Regions from separate parts of the Mus musculus genome. Here all the other regions are linked to region 1. The links are chromatin contacts, called in public HiChIP or PLAC-seq and promoter capture Hi-C maps. All regions are on one chromosome and are shown on one strand. The core of a region is the stretch at or near the end of the contact, and the rest is flanking DNA. Distances in the headings are between cores, read along the strand shown.

What was found. Promoter capture Hi-C pulls out the DNA fragments that hold promoters and counts their contacts. HiChIP or PLAC-seq counts read pairs in DNA pulled down with a chosen protein or histone mark.
Region 2: a contact with region 1 is called in an H3K27ac HiChIP or PLAC-seq map of embryonic stem cells, with 3 times the contacts expected there. The contact joins the enhancer-like site here to the promoter of Loxl4 in region 1. A contact is called at or near these places in 8 of 39 promoter capture datasets (the 3T3-L1 cell line, the SN4741 cell line, cranial neural crest and 4 more), 2 of 115 datasets of contacts at active chromatin or transcription factors (embryonic stem cells and pancreatic cancer cells) and 1 of 9 other capture datasets (embryonic stem cells).
Region 3: a contact with region 1 is called in a promoter capture Hi-C map of liver, with 3 times the contacts expected there. The contact joins the enhancer-like site here to the promoter of Loxl4 in region 1. A contact is called at or near these places in 4 of 39 promoter capture datasets (the 3T3-L1 cell line, cranial neural crest and liver) and 1 of 9 other capture datasets (adipose tissue).
Region 4: a contact with region 1 is called in an H3K4me3 HiChIP or PLAC-seq map of embryonic forebrain, with 12 times the contacts expected there. The contact joins the promoter of Hpse2 here to the promoter of Loxl4 in region 1. A contact is called at or near these places in 8 of 39 promoter capture datasets (the SN4741 cell line, cranial neural crest, embryonic stem cells and 4 more), 2 of 115 datasets of contacts at active chromatin or transcription factors (embryonic forebrain and forebrain) and 2 of 9 other capture datasets (adipose tissue and liver).

Annotation. Positions count from the first base shown.
Region 1 is chr19:42,611,250-42,614,406 of GRCm38.p6, reverse strand. It overlaps Loxl4 (lysyl oxidase-like 4), which reads left to right and starts at 1,601. Exons shown (of 15, transcript NM_053083.3): 1 at 1,601-1,689.
Region 2 is chr19:43,497,692-43,500,848 of GRCm38.p6, reverse strand. It overlaps Got1 (glutamic-oxaloacetic transaminase 1, soluble), which reads left to right. Exons shown (of 9, transcript NM_010324.2): 9 at 292-1,097. The coding sequence ends at 431. Among named protein-coding and RNA genes, the nearest start is that of Got1, 25 kb to the left of the region's middle. Within about 2 kb of position 1,643, at least 88 of the 459 cell types and tissues checked have an H3K27ac peak or open chromatin away from gene starts, as enhancers often do. A contact at or near this core is called in the SN4741 cell line, embryonic stem cells, liver and 1 more, where this site is marked.
Region 3 is chr19:43,462,827-43,465,983 of GRCm38.p6, reverse strand. It overlaps Cnnm1 (cyclin M1), which reads right to left. Exons shown (of 12, transcript NM_001373992.1): 2 at 720-863. Among named protein-coding and RNA genes, the nearest start is that of Cnnm1, 24 kb to the right of the region's middle. Within about 2 kb of position 1,478, at least 18 of the 459 cell types and tissues checked have an H3K27ac peak or open chromatin away from gene starts, as enhancers often do. A contact at or near this core is called in liver, where this site is marked.
Region 4 is chr19:43,386,895-43,390,051 of GRCm38.p6, reverse strand. It overlaps Hpse2 (heparanase 2), which reads left to right and starts at 1,697. Exons shown (of 12, transcript NM_001081257.2): 1 at 1,697-2,030. The coding sequence starts at 1,741.

The DNA of each region.
Region 1 (3,157 bases), core at 352-2,851:
GGTCCTGTGAGGCCAGGGAGTCAGGCAGGAGGAAGCTGCAGACCTAGTTAAATCCTGTCTCAGGCAGTGAAGATGAACTGAGTTCTCCCTTTGACCCTCACAAATTAGCACTTAAGAACAAGGGGAAATCCCACTGGAATTAAGCTTAGGCCTAATACCCTCACTTTTCAAGGAAGACCCTCACCTGCTGTCCACCGTTGCCTCTGGCCAGTCTTGCAAGGTAAGGACTTCCGGCCAACATCAATTCATTCATTGGGTTCCAAGGTATTTTTAGCTCTGGGCAGCCAGGCCTGGTGGGTGACTGGCAGCAGGCGGAGCCTCCCATGTTGCTCCTGGCTCTGCATTAGAGGTGGCTGGGCAGAGGGTGGAGGCCCCGTGCATACCTGGTATCCTGGTCCACAGCTGCCTCATTGTCCCTAGGGGAGGAGCCGGGTTTCTGCCTCTGCCACTGACCTGAGGCTGGGAGCATTCTTTCCTGTTGATTCATCCTAGGGAATGTTTTGGGCCCAGGTCGGGTGGGGCAGGGCCACTGGGGGGACATCTTAGACATGAGCAGCTAGGGGTGGACCCAGGTCTCTGGCAACATGGTCAAGGTGACCTGGCTGTCACATGCCATCTTGGCCCTCATTACCTCTGCCTTGAGGTCACCTTTATTTGCACATCTTCCCTCTTCAGACTTGGGTACCCCCCTGCCAGCGTCTAGCACTTTAGCCCTTTTTCTAGCACATAGGAGAAAAATCAACAGAGGGTCCTGAATGAAGAAACCGTTAGCTGTCAATCTGAGGCAAGGTGGGGGACGCGCCGCTCACTGCTCTGAGACTAGAGAGGATACTGGAAACAGTCTGCTCATTTCACACGTGAGGTTCTGAAGGAGCTGAAGACTGGAAGCCCGAGGCCTGGAGCCTGGTTGCTTCTTCAGCTGGGGGACTCCCCTCCGCAGGCCTTCCTTCATTTGTTGTGTTCCACAGCCTCTCATTCCCCTCTGTCCTCCACTGCCCTCATCCCCTGAACCTGGCAAGGACCAGGGACATCCTGGCTAAGTACCGGAAGTCTTAAGTTCTCTGCTGCGAGGTTTATGACTCTGGGAAGCAAATCCTGTCTCCTGGGACTGAACTTCATAATGAGCAGAGCTTTGCTCTCAAGCCGCCTTCAGTAAACCTTGGGGACCAGGTCACAGAGAGACTGTTACTTAAGCTGCATCACCCAACCACTGAACGGGGCCCTCACCCCAAAAGAACGCCTGCATTGCCCTGCAGAAGCAGCCCACGGGATCCAGACCTAAGACTGTGGGGCGCTCAGTTCTATAAGGTTAATGGGACACAGCTCCGATCGCCCATTAGACAGAGGAGAAAACCGTGCCTGCAGAGGCACTCGCAGACCGGATCCTTGCCACCCGACGCTGTCCCCCGCCATGCGTCTCCGGGACTCCGTCACCCCCCACGCTCCCCGCAGCGCCTGGGACTTCCCAACTTGGCCCAGTCCCGAGCTGCGCGCCTGGCTGGTGGCCGGCCGGGCGGGGCTGCCCGTGCACACAGGCGCGCCCGGGGCGGGGCCTGCGACCTCCCCCGGGGAAGGCCCGGACTTGGGGCGGGAGGCTGGCGGATAAAAAGCCCCCAGGGCGCCCCGGGAGGCCCGTTAGCGCTGCTCTGCCGTGGCGCCCAGCCCAGCCCCGACCTCCAGATCCTGCCGGTGAGCTCCTGCCTGTTGCGATCTCCTGTCTGCCTCTTGCTGTCTGTCTTGTCCTTTCTTCTGTTTCTCGCGGGTGGGCAGGCCTCTAGAAGCTCAGAGGAATGGGGGGATCCCATGGATAAGTCAGCCCAGTGGGTGGGTCACAACCTGCTTCCCCACTGGACAAGTGCCCATCATGTTAGGGGAGTTGGTTCAAGGCTACATGAGTGGAGAGAGCTCTGGCAAGCAGGAGTCTGGGTGTTAGGTTTGTGAATACACTGTGTGTGAACACACTGTGTGTAACCATTTCTCACCCTGAAAGAATGCTGGGGACGGAGTAAAATAGAACTAGATGTCTCTCCTGTGACTCGGGGCACTAAGAGCTGGAGCAGAGCTGGGCTCCCCTCTACATAGAGCTGACTGCTGGAGATGATGTGAAAGAGGGTTTGGAGGCAGAGGGCTTCAAACCCCACCTTCCCCAGCCCTATATAGGTGGGAGCCTATTTGTAGGCTCTGCTCTAACCACAGGAACGATGCCATAAGGGTACAGGGCCTAGACCAAGGCCCAGAGAGTCACAGAAAAAGGACTAGGAGTGACCCACAGCTAGCCTCTCAGGATAGCCGCCCCCCCCCCCCAAACCTCTAGGAATCCTGGGCAATCATCCTCTCGCAGCCTTCCCTCCTGGCCAGGGCAGGTGCCTGTGTCTTCAGACTTCACTCCAGTGCCCTTGCACTTCAGCCTGAGTCATATAGCCAGTGACAAGGTAGAGTTCCATTCACCCTCCCTCTCTCTCCCTCATCCAACATCGATCAATCAATGAGAGCCCAGACTGTAGCCAGGTGGCCTGTTTGAATTCTGGCCAGTCCAGCTATTTCATTTCCTGGGGCCCCGACCTTTCCATCTGTGAAATGGAGAGGCCTATTCAAACAGGGTCCTAGAGGCATTCTTATCCTGTGGCCCCCTCACCCATTCCCTTCTCCCTGGGGAAGAGAAAGGGCACCTTCTTTCTCCAAGACCCAGTTCTCAGCCCAGTCCTCCTGTACTCAGTCCAGTGGGAACAAATAGGAAGGTAGGATACTGGGAGGCCTTTCTGGAGGGAGCAGCATTTGAGCTGGGTGTTGACATGTGTGTAGGAGTTTAACAATGGGCCCTGGGAGATGAAGGCTCTGTCTTGGGAATGACAATGAGGAGACGAGCTTGGTGTGAGTAACAGTTCTGGGAACCTGGAGTGGGCAGGAAGTATGGAGGCTCTCCAGGGCCTGCATCCTGGTGGCTTGAAAGGAAGGGCACTGCCCTAGCTTACAGGCACAGGTCTTGCAGCAGAAGCCCACCCCTGCCTCTAGGCAAGGAGCCTGAAGGCCTGTGGCTTCTGAGGAGACCTCCAACAGTGGGAACTTGAGCCACAGTCACAAAGCAGAACAGCCTAGCCTATCAGAGACCCCCAACAGCATGTTAACACCCTAGGGCCATTTCACATGTGTGCAAATT
Region 2 (3,157 bases), core at 394-2,893, 890 kb before region 1:
CGATCAGGGTACTTCCCTTGTGTCTGATGGCTGCTCTCAGTTGAGAGGGGTATCTAACGTGCAAGGTCTGGCTGGGAGGTCATCCCGGCTTCAAAGCTGCCCCTCTGCTGTAGTCATATTGTCAACGTCCTGAAAATTGAACATGAATTACTGAGAAATCTTTCCAGGATCTAGTGAGTAGTTTCCTGTTGGTTGATTGCACCAGTCTGAGTTAAGGAGGAAGAAGGAAGATGGTGATCTCTGAGTGTCCACTGCTTAAGTCAGTGTCTTGCCCTCCTGTCTTCTCTACAGCCAAGCAGGTCGAGTATTTGGTCAACGAGAAGCATATCTATCTCCTGCCGAGTGGTCGGATCAACATGTGCGGCTTGACCACCAAGAACCTAGATTACGTCGCTACCTCCATCCATGAAGCCGTCACCAAAATCCAGTGAAGAAACACCTCGTAGTTCACGCCACCAAAGCAGTTCTTGTCACACCTTTCCTGCCTGCGCAAACCTAGCTGTACCTAGCTGTACACGTCCTTTATTAGAGATGACCGAGGGGAAGCAGCTGCTGTTTAGCTGACCCCCCACATGAGAAGACGTTTCTTGAAATGAGCCCCGGGGGCTCTGGGGTTAGAGCCTGTTGGAAACCAGAGTAGATTAAAGTTATTTAAGAATAAAAAGAACTTTGGCTATGAGATGTAATCACCTTGCCTTCCTCTCTAGCATTCTGCAGGAGTGATGCCCACGGAGCCTTGGGCTTCTGCGTGTTGCCTGACTGTACAAAAGTCTAGTCTCAAAGATCAAGTTGGTCTGAGGAGCCGGATGTGACTGTGGGTGTTGGCTGGGGCATTAAAACTCATCATCGCCACCCATCTCTGTCTCTCGTCACCCTGATCTCCCCGCACGGTTGTGTCCCTGGTCTGGAACATTAGTTTTTTTAAGGCAACTGTGGCCAATATTTATATCATGACATACAAATGGATTTACGTATTTGACTGAAATGAAAGTTCCACTAAACGGTATTTGCTCTTGTGATATGTGGCACATTGTGATATTTTCTTAGTCTGTTCTGTTTTATTTAAAAAATAAAACTGCTGATCAAGACAAGTGAAATGGAGTTTGTGATCCATTCATGAGTTGCCACCCACAGTTTAGAATGAAGTCTTTAGAGGGGTTCACTGATGGCAAAGGTAAAGGAAAAAACAAAATGTGTTCATGAAACTGGAAGTTCAAGTAGGATCCAGGCTGTAAGTCCATGTTGCTTTTGTAGGTTTATCGTTCAGACACCAGCCATTTTCTTAAGAAACTAGGATGATATCATTTAGAGGGATTCTAGAATACCAGCTCTTTCCGTCACCGCTGGAGCTGCTATGTCCCTAGTGTATTGAAAACATTACAGCTGCTTAAACATCACAAGTTCCAGAGTCCCTGAACTCTGGGAAAAGGGTGGGTCTGGAAAAATTGGTAGGGCTATGCCTTACTTTAAGCAACAGAGTAACCACTTTTCAAAATATTTAAGAGTAGCTTTTCAGAATTTCCCAGGACTCCCTTGAGGTATAAAAATCCCACGATTTTTAAAGATGGTCGGCTCCAGAAGTCACCAGGTCTAGCCTGGCTACCGCAGTGAAACAGTCTGCTTGCTTCCTGTTGTCTCTGACTCACCCCCTTTCCTCTGGGTGTGGTACGGAATTCTTTCCAAGCTTACCAAGACACCCTGTTCTGTTAGTAGGGCCTTTTAGTTTAAAAAAAGACCTTTGACCTTGAGCCAGAATTTGGACTGTTGCTGTCATTCTGCCGTCATTCCTCATTCCTTTCTTTGAATCAGTCTGTTGGTACTGAAACAGTCTGGCTTCCTGCCTTCGGAGAGGAACGGTGGTTATCCCTGGTCTGGCTTTCCTTTGCAAAGCCCTCCGCCCTTGCAGATCCTACCATCTGGCTGGGCTGACTCTCTGTAGGTGCCCCAGGCTGCTGGGTGTGGACGAGGTAAAGGTTATTAGACGTTAGCTTGCAGCTTGTTTCCATTTGTATCCTTTATTGAGGTTTGTTCTTTCAGCTCTAGGATGCTGCCTTCCCTGGAAGAGTTTCTTGCATTCTCCCTAGGGGTGGCTTAAGCCATCAGACTCCAGTACCTCTGATGGGGACAGACTTGGTTGTTGTGAGCAAAAGAGCATTGCTTGTTGCTCTTGCAGAGGACTGGGGTTCTGTTTCTAGCACCCACATGAAACCACAACTGCCCGGAATTCCAGATCAAGGGGATCTGACGCCCTCTTCTGGCTTCCAGGGGTACCTACATATGCTAAGGCATACACATAAATAAATCTTAAAAAACAATTTTGATCAATGTGGCCCTCCAAAATGTCCTACCCAGTAACCACCCCCCACCTTTTTTTTTTTTTTTTTTTTTTTTGAGACAGGGTCTCTCTGTGTATCCCTGACTGTCCTGGAACTCACTCTGTAAACCAGGCTGGCCTTAAACTCAGAAATCTGCCTGCCTCTGCCTCCCGTGCTGGGATTAAAGGTGTGCGCCACCACTGACTGGCTCCCCAGTAAACTCTTACTAGGGCATACTTTTCTTGTTAGGGAAAGAGAATTTTTCTTCTAGTTTTTTATTTTTAAATTTATTTTATAAAAATTTATTTATTAGAAAAATTTCTAATTTTTCTTCTAGGGGGAGTGCCAAAACTATTTAAATTAAGGAAACAACTTTAAGTCTCAATGCCAGTACCAACATGCTAAAAAAGTTTTTAGTATTTTAAAGAAAAAAAAAAAAGATGAAGTGGGACAAATTGGTTAGCGTGTCCTGTACTGTGTCTGGGGTTCTGTGGATGTTTGGGGGACACTGCAAGAGCTCTCAGATGTGGGTGCATGGTAGACTTCAGAGGTGGGCAAACAGAAAACTCCAACTTGCCAAAACTTCAATCAAGTTGTCCAAAGGCATCAGCGCCTTTGAGAGGCAGTTTTGAGAAATGAGTTAAGCAGCCTTTATTACACCACCTGCTAAGTGTAGCCCAGAGAAAACAGCCTTTAGCGTATTAAGGAAAGAATAGCCCCGATTGGGTCTCCAGAGAAGAATCCTGTATTGTTCCAGCATAACCCTCTAATGGTCTTGTTACACTGCTTGCAAGCTGCCTGGCTGGTCCGCCTTCTGGAGCCAGCTAACTGCACACGGAACC
Region 3 (3,157 bases), core at 229-2,728, 850 kb before region 1:
GGGGAGGAAACATTTCCTGGCCAGAGACTCCCATGGACTTAGATAACATTGCAATTTCACAGACAAAGTAAGCCCTTGTGTTGCTGGCAGACAAAGCGTTGATAAGGCCCATAGGCCTGAAGCTGTCACTCACTACAAAGAGGAGGCCATATTGTTCCTGAGCGGTGCAGGGAGAGGAAGAGACCAGAGGCAGAAGCAGCAACAGGAGCCACACAGGGACCTGATCCAGGGGGCAGGAGGCATGAGAGCCAAGAACAGCATCCAACAGGGGCATTTAACCGTTTGGCTTTAGCGAAGGGTGATGCTATGACGGTGCTCGTTCATTGGTCACTGGTGGTCCGGTGTGAGGAGCTCCAAGGGAGCTGGGCTCTGCCTCTAGGTAGACAAGGAGCCACCATGGGAACAATGCAGAGGGCAGAAACAAGAGCAGAGAGCCCCCTGGGCCTCCTCTTGGGCACACTGTCTTTCTCTTAGCCATTTTTTCCATTTGAAGGCGAAGCTATCTTTCCCCAGTTTTAACGGTGTTCTGGAAAGTTCCCTTCTGATAATACCTTACCAGCATGATTCAGGATAACGTGGGCCAGGGTGCCCTGCCATGCTAGCACTGCCTGGCCGTGGGTGACACACCGGTGCACAGACTTGCCTTGACAACCTTTCCCATTGTTCATCAAACCGATGCGTTCCTGGGGGTCTCGGGAGTAGGAAGGACCCACACTTACTGTAGAGGTCAGTTTCGTCGAGGATCTCCGACTTGATGATCTCTTCTATGATGTCCTCCAGAGTCACAATGCCCATCACCTCATAGAAAGGGTCTCCTTCACCCTCGTTGTTCACTCTCTGGACAATGGCCAAGTGAGATTTTCCTGGAGAACAAATGAAACCATAGTCAAACATATGGGATCATTTTCAGAGATGATTTCTGTTTGTGAGAAAACAATACAGAGTTTCTGTTTGACTAAATTCAGGACTGAACTCACCCCAGGACCATCTGAAAATAGGAAATTGGTGTGTGCAAGTTCTTACCAATGGGAGCCTGATACTCAGAAGAAATACAGATGTGTGTTGCTCAGTGATAGAGGCAGGTTCTCAGACCTGAACTGTTAGGCAGTTTCATTGTGGGAATATCACAGAGTACAGGTGCACTGCCTAGTTTTCCGTCAACTTGACACAAGTTACAGTCATAAGAGAGGAGGGATCCTTAATTGAGAAAAATGTCTGTATTCAATAGAGGCTGTAAGTAAGCCTGTAGGACATTTTCTTAATTAATGATTGGTGGGGGAGGTCCCAGCCCATTGTGGACAGTGCTGTCCCTGGGCTGGTGGTCCTGACTTCTATAAGAAAGCAGACTTAGCAAGCCATGAGAAGCAAGCCCGAAAGCAGCACTCCTCCATGGCCTCTGCATCAGCTCCAGGTTCCTGCTGTTTGAGTCCTGCCCGGCTTCCCACAGTGGAATGTGCTATGTAAGCCAAACAAACCCTTTCCTACCTAACTTGCTTTTGGTCATGGTGTTTCATCACAGCAATAGAGACCCTTATTAAGATAGCACTTATGCAAACTAATGGTTATGTCATAACTAATGACATAATGGTATGTCATCACTAGATAACATTTTTATAAGACCATTCTACATAATCTATTGTTGGCCATACATTGCCATGTGGCACTTAGTTATATTTTATAACGTTAGTTTGCATATAGGTTGGACACATAGGATACAATGTAACACATTTACACAATAAGTAATGGTCAGATCAAGGCATTAGCATGTCTACCATCTCAAGCCTCATTGTGTCCTTGAATCAGGTCTGTGTGTACTAGCTGTTTTGAAATATGCGGTTAATCATTGTCAAGTAGGGGACTGTACTGTGGTCTGAGCCATTAGAAGCCACTCCTCCTATCCAGCACACAGCTGTACCTGCTAGCCACAAGCCCTCCCTCCTTCCTCCCTTCCACCTGCCTCTTGCTTCTGAAAACCTCTTGTTTCTTTTAAGGGCAACTTTCTAACATGTATCTAAAATGTAAGCTAGTTACATTTTTTTTCTTTGAACTTTGACACATTGATAAGAATATATTAGGTGAAGGAGACTCAAGAGCCTAATTGAAAAAGTAAGACCGAAGGAGAATTAGATTAAAAGTCAGGCTCCCTGTTTAGGCAGACTGGTTATTACCTTCAGGTAAATTATTTAACTGCCACTGAGTTGCCAACACTCATGTGGAATCAGGAACCAGAACCAAGGCTGTGGACTTTTGGAACTGCCTCCACGGAAGGCTGTAGCTAATATGTCCTGCCCCTGAATCTGGGTGGGCTTGTTCTGTACCCGAGGTTGGGTGGTAAAAGACAACAACTTCTGCTGTAGAGACCCTGTAAGACGGTTGTTGACTACCTTTTTTTGTTTGTTTGTTTTTGTTTTTTGGTTTTTCGAGACACGGTTTCTCTGTGTAGCCCTGGCTGTCCTGGAACTCACTTTGTAGACCAGGCTGGCCTCGAACTCAGAAATTCGCCTGCCCCTGCCTCCCAAGTGCCGGGATTAAAGGCGTGTGCCACCACGCCCGGCTGGTTGTTGACTACCTTGAGGCCACCATGGTTCAAGAAGCCACCTTGAAAGTGGGTGCTTCATTCTCAGCTGAAAGTGGGTGCTTCAGTCTCAGCTGACCCAGGCTTTCTTGTCTTCCCTAGTGATGGCTTAAGTACTGCAAAGCAGAGAAAAGTTATCCTATCATGCCTTTCTTAGAAGTCATTAGTGTAATAAGATGGGAATTGTTTTCTATCTCTGTTTTGGGGATGACTTGTTATCAATACTCTAGCTAGAACTGGCCACATAGCTGGTATATTTGTAAAAAGGTTTAGTAAACTATAATGTATCACAGGCAGATATGACGTCATCTTGATTACCAATTTGGTTGGATTGAGAGATATCTAGGAGGTTAGTAGTGCATACTTCTGGGTGTTTATATGAAGGCAATTTTAGGAAGGGTTAGGAGGAGGTGGGGAGGAGGAGGAGGGGAGGAGAGGAGGGGAAAGAGGAGGGAGGGAGGGAGAAGGAGGAGGAGGACCCACTCTGGGTGCCTATGGCACCATCAATGTGCCTCAGCTCAGATGGGATAAGGGGAAAGGAGAAAGCTTGTTTCCACAACCATTCTCCGTCTGCTTCTGGCC
Region 4 (3,157 bases), core at 448-2,947, 780 kb before region 1:
CATCTCCATGAAGTGTCAGACTCCTTTAAAAATGACAGTAGTTTGTACTGAAACTTATGCCTGTCTTACCCTAACCCCAGGGGCATAAGCATGTGGTTAAGGATATAGAGGACTAGAAAGTGTAAGGCGCTAGAGGAAGCAGGTATGAAGGCTAGAGCCAGTATTTAATTTATGTTATAATTTAGTTTTAGAAACCATCTCTAAGTGATCTGGTGGTTTGGGGTTCTTAGACTGGCAGAGAATCCTCAGGGAATGTTAGCTTAAGGTAATCTAGTCCAGTCCTATGTAGGTTGGCTAATTCTTTCTGGCTGAAGGAAGGAAAATAGATTGCTATTGTAGTGTTTACTGAGCTCTCATACTGCCCAGTGTGCAGTACTGGCAGTGGTGGGGACCCATGCTCTGCATTCAACTGTCATCTAGTCTGTTTAATCAAGGAATGCCCTGGGGTGCTCTCATTTACCCATTTTTCATAAAGTAGCTCCCTTCATCTGCCAAAATAGAGGACTTGTTGTATCCCAGAGAGAAGCTGAAAATGGGACTGGGTGTGATTGTGACTGCCTGTGATTGTGGCTGGATTGTTTCCCCTTGTGTTAGGATGGGACTCAGGATAATTTGCAAGCTATTGAGGGTGGGAATGAAAAGAACAGAGGTTTGCAGTGCACTCGAAGTCCAGGATGATCTGTATCCCAGAGTTCCAAGCAGGCACACTCTAATTTTGGCCTAGGGCTGGATTTGACACCCCTATAGCCCATTTCTACGTCAGGAAGACATACTCCCCTGCAAGGGTATGAGTCTGAGGGTTGTTGGCAAGGAGACATTGGAGAGGCATCTTTACTTTTACAGTGGAATACATTGGCCAAGGAGTGATTCAAATGAACATAGGGTGTCTTGATCATCAGTCCAATGGGTTGCCAAAGCCATAAAATAACATATATGGGAAACTCAAGACTCTCCCTCACACATAAGCAGCAGTGCCATGGAGCATACTGATTCTTTTTTGACTCTCCTGACTAGGAAGTTCTTTGACCTGGGAATACTCTCCCTTCTCCCCCACCTTAGTCTCCTATTCAGGAGAAACTTCTTTCTAGTTATCTTGCAAGATTCAGGGGTTTGCACACCTAGGCATGGACTCTTCTTTGCTTTTTGTGCCTTGGCAAAAATTACTTTGCCCATCATAAAACCATTTACAACCTAACAACATTTACTGCTTCAACCCAAAAGGAAGGCACAAAGTGGACGGTAAGCAAGAAATAGTCAGGACAGACTGCCCCTCAGGCAGTGAAGGGCCTTCCCCATAGCCTACTGGGGAGGGGACTTGAAAATAAGCTCTTACTCAAGATGGTACCACAGTACAGTTTCAGTCCCACTGGCCGCTTCCTGACCCTAGCGGGTTAAATCAGTAGGGCACAACGGCCACCCCTCCCCCTTCTCCCCCCTCCCCCATCCCTTACCTTTAAAAAGTTAAAAAATGTCTGCAGTCAAATCTCTTAAAGGGGCGGTGCTGGTGAACAGTACTCTTGGCACGAGTTGCTGAGAAGGCTGGCTAGGGGCGTGAGTTCGCTCCACCAGCACCAAAACACTGAAAAAAAAATGCGAGCAAGCGAGCAAGAGCGAGGGAGCGAGGGCGAAAGAGAATAGGGGGGGGGAGAGAAGGGGGGCAGAGAGACACACACTTTAGATAAGGACAATTAGTCACCATCGAGACCCAGTAGGGAAAGAAGTTTAAATCAGAGGGATTTAATGAGGGTGCTCTGTGCTTTCCCTGAAGCCATGGCCTCCAGCAGCTCCCGCCCCCCCTCGTGCCTAGCCCTGGTGGCTCTCTTCTTGGCTCTGTTGCTCCATCTCTCCCTCTCCTTCCACGCTGGAAACAGGAGACCTTTGCCTGTAGACAGAGCTACAGGTTTGAAGGAAAAGACCCTGATTCTACTTGATGTGAGCACCAAGAACCCAGTCAGGACAGTCAATGAGAACTTCCTCTCTCTGCAGCTGGATCCCTCCATCATTCATGATGGCTGGCTCGATTTCTTAAGGTAAGGCAGGGGCTTCGATGAGTCATTTAAAAATTTAAGTACCCCCACCCCCATTCTCTTCCTATCCCCTGCTCCAAAGGGGGAAGAAAAAAGAGGAGAAAAAAGAAGAATAAGAAGGAGGAGGAGAAGAAGAGGAGGTACAGCAGCAGCAGCAGCAGCAGCAGCAGCAGCAGCAACAGCAGCAGCAGCAAACCGATCTGTCTTTCCAAGAGAAAAAAAGGAGGTTTCCCCCCTCCTGGACTATTTGCTGTGAGGCTGTAACTGGTGATTGAGGAAAGCAGTGTTTTCTATTAAGATGCACATGTTTGCAATGCAGAAGGCATTTCAGAAACTTATCAGTTATGACTGAAAAAATGTTGTGCTTACATATATCCACAATTAGTCTCCCCTTCTGAAAAAGAAACAAGAGGTTCAGGGAAGTTACAAAAGGGAAGATCTGGAACAACAAAGACTCCAGAGGAGTGGTTGTGTGTGAGAGAGAAAGCAGTGTGCGTGTGTCCGAGTGTTCAGTTGGGAGATTGCATGAAAGTGGAATTTGCCACGGAAAGATGGTTTCATCAGTTCTCACTCCCAGACAGAAAACGAATTTAAGGAGAGTCCTGAGCGGTGAGCAAGTTGGATTGGAGTTAAAATTTTTTATTTTGTATCCTCCGCTGTCATTATCAGCCTTGACTTTGTAAGACACTTTTTATAGATGAAGCCCTTCCCCCTCCACCCTCCTCTTTAGTTTTCCTTGGTAACTGCATAGTTTAATTTTTTACAGTGGGGAAAAAAAATCGTTGCTCGGGTCGTAGTGTGCATCATACGCGATCCATAAAGGTCCTAGGAACTCTCAGGGGAAGCGTTGGGAGTTTTGAACCCCAAAGCAGTGGTGGATTAACAAACCTGAAGGTTGAGTCTCGCTGACAGTCTAGTTGGGTTCACCCTCTTCCCGGGTTGTTACTATTCAGGCAGTTAAGCAACCGCGATCCCCTTCCCATCAGGGGCGGTTGCAAAGAGGGGGGCGTTGGAAATAAAAAGAAAACACACAGAAGAAAAAGAAAGGGAGGATAAACCTCTGCAATATTGAATATCCAAGTGTTAAGTTTCTGAAAATTCCCTTCAAGTTGGACCCTTAGTTTGGGCTC